Linked DNA regions of Triticum aestivum: region 1 is linked to region 2. Evidence: chromatin contacts called from public Hi-C data. All regions are on one chromosome and are shown on one strand. The core of a region is the stretch at or near the end of the contact, and the rest is flanking DNA. Distances in the headings are between cores, read along the strand shown.

What was found. Hi-C and Micro-C count contacts between places; a contact is called where the count stands out from the background.
Region 1: a contact with region 2 is called in a Hi-C map of leaf, with 2.0 times the contacts expected there. The contact joins the promoter of LOC123047499 here to the promoter of LOC123047496 in region 2. A contact is called at or near these places in 2 of 5 Hi-C or Micro-C datasets (both in leaf).

The regions. Positions count from the first base shown.
Region 1 is chr2B:796,233,460-796,239,453 of IWGSC CS RefSeq v2.1, forward strand. It overlaps LOC123047499 (AT-hook motif nuclear-localized protein 9), which reads left to right and starts at 2,640. Exons shown (of 5, transcript XM_044471070.1): 1 at 2,640-3,591; 2 at 4,006-4,073; 3 at 4,189-4,332; 4 at 4,430-4,585; 5 at 4,726-5,133. The coding sequence starts at 2,988. The coding sequence ends at 4,965. It overlaps LOC123047500 (probable phospholipid hydroperoxide glutathione peroxidase), which reads right to left. Exons shown (of 6, transcript XM_044471071.1): 4 at 5,671-5,789; 5 at 5,398-5,565; 6 at 5,116-5,308. The coding sequence ends at 5,279.
Region 2 is chr2B:796,051,689-796,057,453 of IWGSC CS RefSeq v2.1, forward strand. It overlaps LOC123047496 (probable serine/threonine-protein kinase BSK3), which reads right to left and starts at 2,733. Exons shown (of 12, transcript XM_044471068.1): 1 at 2,538-2,733; 2 at 2,290-2,414; 3 at 1,690-1,910; 4 at 754-889; 5 at 8-141. The coding sequence starts at 2,377.

The DNA of each region.
Region 1 (5,994 bases), core at 1,390-3,889, 180 kb after region 2:
TAGAGTTCCCTCACAATAATCTTTGAACATGGCCATTAAGTCTAACTTAACGAAATCCCGAAAGTGCTGGTAGAAAAGGAAGGGAATCCCATTTGGCATGACCCCATCAGCATATTATTCAAAGACCGCTTAACCTCTTCTTCGGGAAAAAGGAGCATCAAGCATCCTATTCTCCTCATTAGTTAGGGCTCAGCATCTTGGAAAAGGTCATTCGTTGTTGAGAAACCTATTATATCTTCTTTACTAAATAACTTTGTGTAATAGTCTAGTGCTACTAAAAGCATATTGTTAGTTTTAATAATAGGACCACTAGGGCCTTGGAGAGTATGAACCAGCATCTTCCTCCTCCTCTGGTTAGCTAGTGCACAGAAGTAAGTAGTGTTCTTATCACCCTCCTTGATATCCCTATCTCTGGATCTTTGTCTAGCCTTAGTTTCTTCTTTAACCAAATTTTGTTCATACAACAACAACAACAACAACAACAACCGTTAGTCCCAAACAAGTTGGGGTAGGCTAGAGGTGAAACCCATAAGATCTTGTGACCAACTCATGGTTCGGGAACATGGATAGCAAGCTTCCACGCACCCCTGTACCTAGCTAGTTCTCTGGTGATACTCCAATCCTTCAGATCTCTCTTTACGGACTCCTCCCATGTCAAATTCGGTCTACCCCAAACCTCTCTTGACATTCTCTGCACGATTTAGCCGTCCACTATGCTTTAACCTAATTTTGTTCATCCCTAACCTATATGTTTCAATCTATCCAACTCCTCAGGAGAGAGTGCAATAGTTTCAGCTTTGATGTCAAGACTATCATACTCCAACGTCATATCCTTCTTGAGGTTTCTAAGTCCATCCTCTATGTTGCAACTCCAACCTTTAATGGCTTTTCTAATATTCCTAATTTTACTTCTCTAGGTGGTGATTAGAACTTTTACCACTCACAGGTTTGTTCTAGGCATTTGTAACTACAGTTCTAAAGTCTCTCTCAATAGCCACCATATTTCATATATAACTTGAACTTTTTGGTAGATGACCCACACTAGAATCCCAGAAGATGGGGGTGTTGTGACTGTCCAGTCTAGGCAAAGCTTGTACGGTAGCTAAAGGAAAGAGGGAATCAAGCTCAAATACTCCTTCCAATAGCAAGGAAAAAAGATCAAAGACAACACTCCAAATATAATGGGAGTTTTGGTTGCTAGGAAATGCACCACTCCGGACCAATTAATGCAACAGCATGTTCAATATTGTGCGCGAAATAAATGTTCTATAATTCTCCGCTAGAAGTTTCATTTCGTTGGGACTTGAACGACTAGAAATTAGTGGTGTGAAAGGAGATACTCCACCGCCTTTGCTAATGTTGAGCTAATACACAAGAGGGAGATGAATTTCGATGGAACTCGCACCTAGCAATTCTTGATTATGTTGATGTATTACGAGTGTAAATTACGGGCCTAGATGTCTGTTTTTAGGAAAACAACAAAAAAATGCTTGTATTGTCGTTTTTGCCTGGTCTAAACGGTTGTTTTGGTACTTGCACCCATAAAATAATTAACCGGTCAAACGCTACCAGTCTCGATCAAATGAACATTGATACTGCAAGAATAACTATCCTACCTATGAGATAGTGCTTAGCCCTATATGGAATCTACATGGCAAACTATCAAAGTCAAATCAAGTCACCGAAAGTCTAAGAAACTAGCCATGGTCAACAAATCAAAGAAGACGTACCTAAATAAAAGGTAAAAAAAAGCTTCAAGGCCCATGAGAAAGAAGCCCATTAGGTGGTAGTCATGTGGGCCCAAGAGGACCATGCAACAGCACCTCCTCCTTCCAAATCCGCCATGGAGGCATGGACGCAACAAGGGGGAGGGGGAGGGGTGTTAGCGCGATCATTCTCTGTAAGAGTCGTCATCACCATGTTATCGACAACGACTGACCGTGATTTAGAATGACAAGGTGATATTAGGCTTATGTTCGAAAATATTGTTGATTGCATGGCATAGCATGCATGTGTGGCGGTCTAATCTTCGGAGCGGTTCTCCTCCACCTTGATTCCTGTTTAGTCACATGCCTTCGAACACTTGATCTAAACGCGTTTATATTTCTTTACCGGGGAGGGGGTACTTCGTAAACATTCCAATATGCGTATTCTTTGTTATTTCATAATTGTGCGTAACAAGGCGGTGCGATCGACGAAGGCGACGGGCGCACTGTTACTTGTGACAGAAAGAACAAAGGCGAAAAATATCTTCTCGAGGAGCACAGAGCAAGTTGCTTGACACAACACATGACAGGCGGGCCCGGGGCTATTCCATGGACTACTGTAGAGCGGGGGCCGGGATCGAGCGGGCGGGCAGCGACATGCCACCCCACCCCACCCCACCCCACGCAGCGGCTAGCTAGCTAGCGGATGGATGGATGGATGGATGGGGCGTGTGGTGTCTGTCGATGGACGATGCCGCGCGCCCGACGAAAGCTATGGCGGCCTTTTCGTTGGGCGAAAGCAACGGAACGGAAATCTTATCGGCACCGCCGCGGGGACGGATGTGTCGCCTCGCCTCGACTCGCCTATCCGTCTGCCTGCCGTCCTCCATCCATCCATCCATCCATCCATCGGCGATCGATCGATCGATCCATCGGCGGTGCTGTGCCCATCCTCCATCCTGGCTGACAAACACGTCCAAGCGGCTGGCTAGCTACTTGCCCGCTTGCGCGTGCGTGCGTGCATGTAGGCCAACCGCGTCATCTTATCTCCCTCCCATCATTGCCTCCTCCTCCCCCTCCTCCTCCTGATCCATCCAGCTGCTCGTCCGGTGGCGCGTCCCGTCTCCTCCAGCTCCCCCCTTCCTTTTCCGGTGGTGCCCGCGCCGGAGGGAGCTTCGCTCGGCGCTCGGCCGGAGGTGACCGATACTGTTCGTGAATGATCAGGGCGAGGGCGGCTGGTTTTCACGCCTGAGCGACCTCGGGGGAAGCGGTGATCCATGCATGGATGGCAAAGACCTCATCGCACCGTCCGACCTGCCGCCATTCTACGGCCAGCAGCAGCCGCAGCAGCACCTCCGCATGCTCGGCGGCACCGGCGGCGGCGGGGGGCAGCATAGCCCGTCCTCGCTCGCCGGGATGCACTCCGTCATCCGCCCCATGCCCAACATGAGCATGAGCCCCACCGCCATCCTCCAGTCCATCGGCGGCGGCGGCGCCTCCTCCCTCGCCGCCATGCAGTTCAGCATGGACAACGCCACATCCCCTTCCTCCATGCTGCAGCACAACAGCATGGGCGGCGGCTCCGTCTCCGGCTCGGGGGGGACGATGCCGGTCGCCAGCCCGCCGCCGGAGCCCGTCAAGCGGAAGCGGGGCAGGCCGCGCAAGTACGGGCCCGACGGCGCCATGAAGCACCACATGTCCTCGTCGTCGGCGCAACAGCAGCAGCATCAGCATCATCAGATGATGGGCGCGCCGCAGCAGAGGATGGGGTCGATGGCCGGACAGGGCATGGCGGGCGGAATCGACGACGCGGCCCAGAAGAAGAAGCGCGGCCGGCCGCCGGGCACCGGGAAGAAGCTCTCCTCCCCAACCAGTAAACCCTCCGGTCAGTATATATATATACACACCCAATTCTGAATTTCATTTATTTTTTGTAAACTCTGAATAGTATTATATATACACTGTCCAACTCAAGGCGATTAAATTCAGATTTTTACCAAATTCCAGTCTGCTGCCTGCCAATTGTCAAAAGAATATCTGTAATGTTGATTTTTGGTGATTTTAACAGAGTATCACCTAGCTCAATTTTCTTATCAGTTGCTGCCATCTTAGAAATCATTTGTTCTAGTAGGCTGCTGGTTTTTATGCAAAGTTTTCCTGACACTCTGAAGTCTGATTTGGGCTTGGAGACGTAGCAAAAAAAAAAAAAAAAAAACTTGAACTGTCACAGCATAGCCTGAAGTTCACTGAAATCACAATGAAGAAAATTAATTCCTCTGAAAATCGCTATTTTGTCCAGGCAATGCGTTCCCCGGTTCAGCTGGAACGAGCTTCACTCCCCACATCATCACAGCATCTCCTTCAGAGGTATGCACACAATGCAAACTGTAACATACCCACCAGAATTCCCCAACAAATTCCTCTGTTATCCTGTTGCAGCTCACTGAACTGACAGACAGAACCGTAACAATCGTTTTGACAGGATGTCGCGGGCAAGATCGCGGCATTCGCGAGCCAGTCGCCGAGGGCGGTGTGCGTGCTCTCGGCGATGGGGTCTGTCTCCAGGGCCGTCCTCCGCCACCCGGCAGATCATCCTCCTTCCTACAACAATTCTGCCATTTACGAGGTAGGCGACCAACCTACATACGGTTAGGGAACAAATCAAAGAACTGATGCACCTGAGACCTGTATGTAACCCTCCATGATGGGCATTTGTTTTGTAGGGTTTGTATGAAATCTTGAGTTTATCCGGCTCTTACAATCTGAACGAGGGCCAGCAAAATCAAACCGACGGGATCAGCGTCACGCTCTGCAGCCAGGAGAGGCATATCATTGGAGGTGTTCTGGGTGGAGCATTGGTAGCTGCCAGTACTGTGCAGGTAACAGCAGTCTACCAGACTTCAACTGAAAAGATACACCCATGTGACCCATCTAACAGCATCTACTTTATTTTGTTCCTAATAAACAGATAGGGGTATCATACAGCATAGAAGTTAATAATTCTGTTTGGCATGTGCAGGTGGTACTAGGGACTTTTGTGCAAGCAGGGTCCAAATCAAAGTCCAAGAAAGCCGCGAAACCGCCGGCCTTTGGTCCCGACTCGCTCACCGGCGCTGGGCCAGACGTGGCGTCGCCCAGCTCAGGACATAACCAAAACCTAACGTCGCCGCCCTCCGTTGTATCGACGGGAGGGTGGCCTGGCTCTGGGATATTTGACACGAGAAGTTCCAGCATTGATATCAACTCTTCTAGAGGATAGCTCATATTTGTCGACACTTCCATCTCTCGAGAGATTTTTCTGTTCCCAAAAAGAATACCAAATGTATACTTTGAAATAGCCCATTCGGTTTTTGAGATCATTCTTAGAGATTACTCTCCAGGCTGTGTTTTGTTGCATCAATATATTTTGTTTGTAATTTTGGGGAAATTATTTCACCGTGTAGAAAACAGAGTAGCATACAACAGACTGGGGTTACTCTTGATAGAGCAAGTGTACACACACATACAGTAGCGAAAAGAACAAATGACACATACACATGACACGCCGCCGCATGATCTTCCCTGGAGATACCTCAAACCTCCAACAGCTTCTTGATGTCATTCTGCGAAAGGCGAAAACATTCAGCAGATGAATTACCATGCTGGTGGAGACGAACAATATGGAATATGAACTGTTGAGTTAGAGCATCACCTCAATGCCGAGTGGGGACCAGGTCGGTGCGTATCGGTTCATGACGTGCCCCTCTTTGTCAACTAGAAACTTGGTGAAGTTCCATTTGATACGCTCTCCAAATAGACCGCCTCTCTCTGATTTCAAGAACTTGTACAGCAGGGCAGCATTGTTGCCATTCACGTCGACCTGTTGCCAACTCAGAAATGTTTAGATCGAAAATAAATGCATTTGTGTTTGGAAGCTATCACACACACACAGAAAATAGAAAGGCATTTTTTCCGCTGGATAAACCTTGCGAAAAATAGGAAACTCTGCTTGGAAGCGATTGCAAGCAAACTCCACAATCTTCTCATCACTATCTGGTTCCTGCCCGGCAAACTGATTGCAAGGGAACGCCAATATCTCCAATCCTGATCGCAGCAGAAAGCATTTCAAAGATAAATGAAGATTGAAGACAAAAGTATACTGCAAGTTATTTGGCCTGCACAATGGCACATCTTGTCATACAATTTATTTATGATTCACCGTAAAGAGTATAAGCCTAACATAAAATGTGTATTTCTCTTCTACCGCTATTTAGCCCCAACGTTGACTCCAGTCTCCAATCTGAAAACT
Region 2 (5,765 bases), core at 1,483-3,982:
TACTCACATCATCAAACAAAACTCTGTAGGCATTAAGATCATGGTAGAGAGCACGCCCCTTGCTGGTGCAATATTCTAAAGCCTCAGCAAGATAGAGAACAACCCTTAATCTCATGGGCCATTTCATCGCTTGGGTTTCCCCTGTCAAATGCATACAATAATGGAGAAATATTACATCATTAACCAAGTAAGGCATTAAAGATAATGTGCAGATGGTCCCAGTCCACTTAAAGGTCCGAAATGATAGCTAGACTAGACATAATACAAGTGTGAGAATCTTTCAAGTAATATTTGAGTTGCATGACCTAATGTGTCTAAAACAGATAATCTTATTACTCCTATGCATTATGTAACAATTACCAACAGTCATGAGGAACAATGTTTAGAAAATGAATAATCTGCACAATTTCTTGTCAAAATCCATTTGCAAAATTTAGACATGAACAGAGACCAATCACTAACAGATGCGACATCATGAACCTATAGGTTGAGAACAATAATAGATAACAATAACAAACTGTGGTAAACATAATTACCAACAGTCATGAGGAACAATGTTTAGAAAATGAACAATCCGAACAATTTCTTGTCAAAATTCATTTGCAAAATTTAGACATGGACAGAGATCAATCATTAACAGATACGACATCATGAACCTGTAAGTACTTAAGCTTAAAGGTTGAGAAAAATAATAGATAACAATGACAAACTGCGCTAAACATAATTACAACCAGGAAATGCAAGGCGACTCACAGTGGAAAAGGTGTTTTGCTAGTGTGTCGTTAGGCATGTACTCTGCAACAAGCAATCTCTCGTCACCTTCGCAGCAACAGCCAAGCAGGTTTGCTAACCTTTTGCTCCGGAGCTGACCAACTGATTTAGCTTCTTCCTGAAGCATAATTATTTCCCCAAAAGATATTGGCAAATCTTAGAAAATTACTGGAACTGTATGGGTCAAGCAAAAAATGTATCAACAAACAGGATTTTGTTCCGACTTTTGACACATAAAAATGCCATCCACTGTCCTGCTACAGACAGAGCAAAAACTTGTACATATTACTAGCCATCTAAATAAAGATATCACCCTAAAAGCAAAAAAAAATAAAGTGAGATGACTGATAGCAGAAGGGTCATATAAAGCACTGGACCAAGGAGTGGACCTAGTACAGTAAGAAAATACACAACCTTGTCAAATAGATTAGCATATTTGACGCCAATTATGATAGCAACGCAATAGAGATTGTAAAAATGCTGAATCGTTGATTTGCCAAGAGCATTAGTAGAACACAATGATGGGGATATGGGACAAGTAGTGGCTGGTAATGATTGATTGCTGTCTCACACTGGTTGAACATTGGAATCTAATAATCGTACAAAAAGAAAAATATGCTGGCCAGACAGTTGGTAGATGCCACCCTTTCATCTGCCAGCCATCATAAGAATCCATCCAAAAGCAAGATAAGTAAATTAACAAGCGCGCATATCATCGCAGGTCAGGAGCAGGTAGAAATCAACGACCTCCATCATAAGAGACATCATCCTCTTTCATTCTCAAATTGCAAGCAGCACAATAACTACTACTAACCAGCAACGAACTAGTGGCATCAAGGCAGCATTAGTAACACCCACCAGACGCGCATTGTTACCAGAGAGGATAAGCGAAGCGAGGGCGACAGGTGGGGCACATACCAGGAACTGGCGCGGGTCGGGCCAGGCGGAGCGGTTGAAGCGCTTGACGGCGATGCGGCGCTGCGCGTCGAGCTTCCCCTTGTAGACGACGTTGGGCGCCTTCTCGCCGTGCTCGGACACGATGTTCTCCACGGCGAAGCCGGCCGTGGCCAGCCGCAGCTGCTCGAAGGTGTACTCCTGGAACGCCGGCAGCTCGTACGCCTCCCCCTGCTCGTCCTCCTCTGCGCACCAAAAGCCGCCTGCCCCGGTCAGTCAGTCGGTCGGATTACCCCGATCCCCACCCATCTGGCCAGCCCAATCCGCGGGCCTAGTAACGAATCAGAGGCGAGTAATAACCCTTGGGCTCAACCCATCGTCAGCCGCCCCCAAATGCGGCGGCGGTCGGCGCGGCGCACGCGCGGTCGATCGGAGACCCGCCCCCCGAATCCCGCCCCCGCCGGCAATCTCGGGGGCCAGCGGAGCAGAAATCGCGGAAGCCGACAGGCTCCGGAAAAGGGGAAGGCGGCCGCCAGAAATAGCAAGCGGAAAATCTCGAGAGCTAGTAGCAAGCAGGGCGAAGCAAGCGAGCATGGAGCATTGCGAGCGGCAGTGGGCACGCACCGGAGCCGGGGTCGTCGAGGCGGGTGCTGCCGTGGAGCTGCCCGCGGAGGCAGCAGCAGGAGGTGGCCTTGGACACGCGCGCGCCCATTCCGATCCCCCTCCTCCCTCGCCGCCGAACCTGCAACCTGAGCAGCAAGCAGCCTGAGAAGAGAACCGGGGAGGTCGTCGGCGGCGGGACCCGCGCGCACGCGGATCTGAGCCAAAGCCGAGCACAGCAGCATAGCGGACGAGGCCGCACCGGAACTTACCTCGCCTGAGCGAGCTAGCAAGCGCGGAACCGGAGCGAATCGAAGCGGCGGCGACGGCGGGCGAGGGGACTGGGCTGGGCTGGACTGGATTGGATCTCTCTCGGCTCTCGCTCGCTCCCTCTCGCCCCTCGCCTCTCTCACCACCACCTTGCTGTGCTGGGGGTGGGGGTGGGGGGTGGGAGCCGGTGGTGGTATTATTCGCTAATGCTGCAGTTTATTAATGGGTTTTTAGTAGTACTAGTTTTAATGTTTTATACCGACATGCCTGTACTCCGTGCCGCTGGCACGTGGGCCCGGGGTCTAATCGCGCGGTAATTTGTAGTACTGTACTTGATCCACTACTGGGAGAGTAATTAAATAGGAGTACTGCTAACTACAGTAAACAAATGGGCGCCTAAAACGGCACGGCGAGGCCGTTGGTGACCACCGCCCTGCCCCCACGCTGCTTTTCTTCCTATACTCCTGCTAGTCAAAGAGGGCCCCTTTGATTCAACGGATATTCATACTGGATTTTAAATTGTAATTTAAATCTTCAACAGATTTTGTTCTTCCTGGATGGACTTACTTGTCCATTTCATCGTTATTTGAAATACAGAAACAGAAAAGCGAGATATCTTCATTTGAGTGAGACGTCCTCTCTTATTTATTTCAGGATGGACATCATTAGAAACGTCTCGCTCGCTGCTATTTATGAAAATGCACGTCGCCTCCTACCAAAAGAGCATTCCGTGTAACGAGACCCACGTGACGTCAAGACTGAGACTTTTGGCCCCCTCATGAACCGGACCGGGGGCATATCCACCTCCCTAGACGTCATCTAAGCAGACGCCGGTTGAACCGAGTCGTTGGTGCTTGCTACAACCCGTGACACCGCAGACTGTCTTTGTCTCTAGCATGACCAGTTGATAAAATGCGAAGGAAAGTAGGGGAAATGGTGAAGATTAGCGGTTCGACAATCCGCTTATCCTCGCTATCTCCCTTCTTTCTTGCTGGAATTGTCCTCACTATACAACATGGACAAAGCAGCGACCTAGAACAACACCTCTACAAAAATTCACTGAGGAAGTAGTATATGTCGTTTGCCCAAACGATGCATGTGGTCTTCAGAATCACGGCTCGCGAGCAAGCACAATGGCGTGGCGCGAGGCGGGGAAAGAAGGTTCGCTTTCACTTTGTAGCTATCTTTATCCGGAGAATGCTCGCTCTTTGGTGCGTACGTGCGGCATGATGGCAAGCTGAGATGAGATGGATCGAGCGCTGATGAAAGGTTCACTTTTCACTCCTCGAAAACGGTGCTCGCCGGAAAAGAATCCGGCGCACGCACGCATGATTACGATTTAACTGGCTGCACGTACTACGTGCGTACGGGCGTACAGGCTGGCGTGCACGGTACAGCGTGGCAGGAGCAGGCACGGACGAGATACGGGAACCAGCTCCATCACCGTCCAGCTGTCAACCAATCATCTCGGACAGGGCAGGGCAGGGCAGCTCGCCTGCATGCTCGGACAGGGCAGGCCAGGGCCGCTGCGCACGGCTGATCTGGCGGCCGTGCCAAGTGGCCGTCCGGTGGGTGGGCCCACCGGGCGGTGGGAGGGACGGCCGGTGGAGTATAATGCGCGAAAATATATGTCCAGCGAGCGAAATGATGCTGTGCAGACTGCAGCGTATCTGTATTTTTGCGTGCGTTAGTGGTCGCGCGTACGTACGTACGTACGAACGCCTGGTTAATTGGTTAGCTCGAAAATGGCAACTGGGAGAGGCCGGCCGGCCGGCCGGTCACATCAACCGGTGCGTGCGTGCGCGCCACTTTCGTTTCTGCACGAGTGCACAAATTAAGGCCTTAATTAGCGCGTAAAGTACGCACAAAAGTAGCACGATGTCTAATGATATTCTCGGGTCTCCGTGCCCAGGAATCTCGCATGCACGCTCCGAAAAAAAAAAGAAGTTGTGTTCAAATTATAAGCTTAGGCACTCGAGCAAGTATTTTTTTGATTTTATTTCAGACTTTTCAGCGATGTTTGTTTAGTGGGAGAAAACGGGACGAGGATTTGCAGCATCTAAGTGCCGAGGCACTCATGTCCCTGGTGCTGGTTTTCTATTTTGGCTTCGGATTTTCAAGGTTCTATGTATATCTTTAAAGAACATTCAAATTAAGTTATGTTTTCATATCCGTATTTCTTGTGGGTATCGCTTTGAAATAAGATCCATTTTTAATATATTCTGACGAGTTTTAAAAATATGTTAAGTTTCGATGTTGAAACTTAGACAAGCGGCCGATAAAAACCAATTTTTTTATGTCTGTGACCGACATAAATAATTGATTAAAATTATATCTTTGAAACTTATTGAAATCAGGCAGTTTTAGATGCAAAAAACAGTAAGTTCATCGTTGAAACTTAAAGCTTTTTGAAGGATATTTTTTTTTACTATGTCCACGTGCAGGATTCAACTATTTCATGAATCGCGAGGCAAAATTGAGCAGGTGGAAGGGCTTGGCAGGTGAGTGCCCCCGCACTTGCGTGCCCCGGCGAATTTTCAGGAGGAAAACGTCCCATGAGGCGTCTATGGATGACTTCGTCAATCTTGATATGTTGTGACAGCTCAATGTTTTAATCATGTTAACAATAGTGTTAACAATAAGAAGATCGAAAAACTAATAATCGAGCTAGCAGAGATTAGTGGATCTAGCTGGAACGATGGGTCGATAGCTGGATCCCGGAGCTGGAGGGATATGCCATACATATCTGTCAGTACTCTGAACGTAGCACATAACCAGACCAGCCCTGTCAAATCAAATCAACAATCATATACTAGTAGTATAATTAATTAAACTGCTCCATTTGGGATTGATCGATCGATAGATACTGAAAGCGAAACGTGGGGCCTGCCATCTCAGGCGCCGATCGGGATCCGCCGACCCCCTGAATTAATTAGCTGCATTAATTAGTTAGCGGACGACGCTAGCTGCGTAATGATATTCTACTCTGATTGATTAGCTCAGGGAGTTAACCGGTTGACCTTCGCTGCACTGACGTGACGCGTGTTCCTTGACCCTTCTGCCCGTTTTCTCCCATGCTTCCACACCTGACGTCGACGTTGGTTCCTCACGTCAGGTTTCAACTCTGAATCTAACCACACACACCTTTGTCAATTTTTCACCATATATTTTTCATCATATACAATTAATTAGCTAGCTCGAAGCAATGTTAACTCTGAGTATGTTTTTCA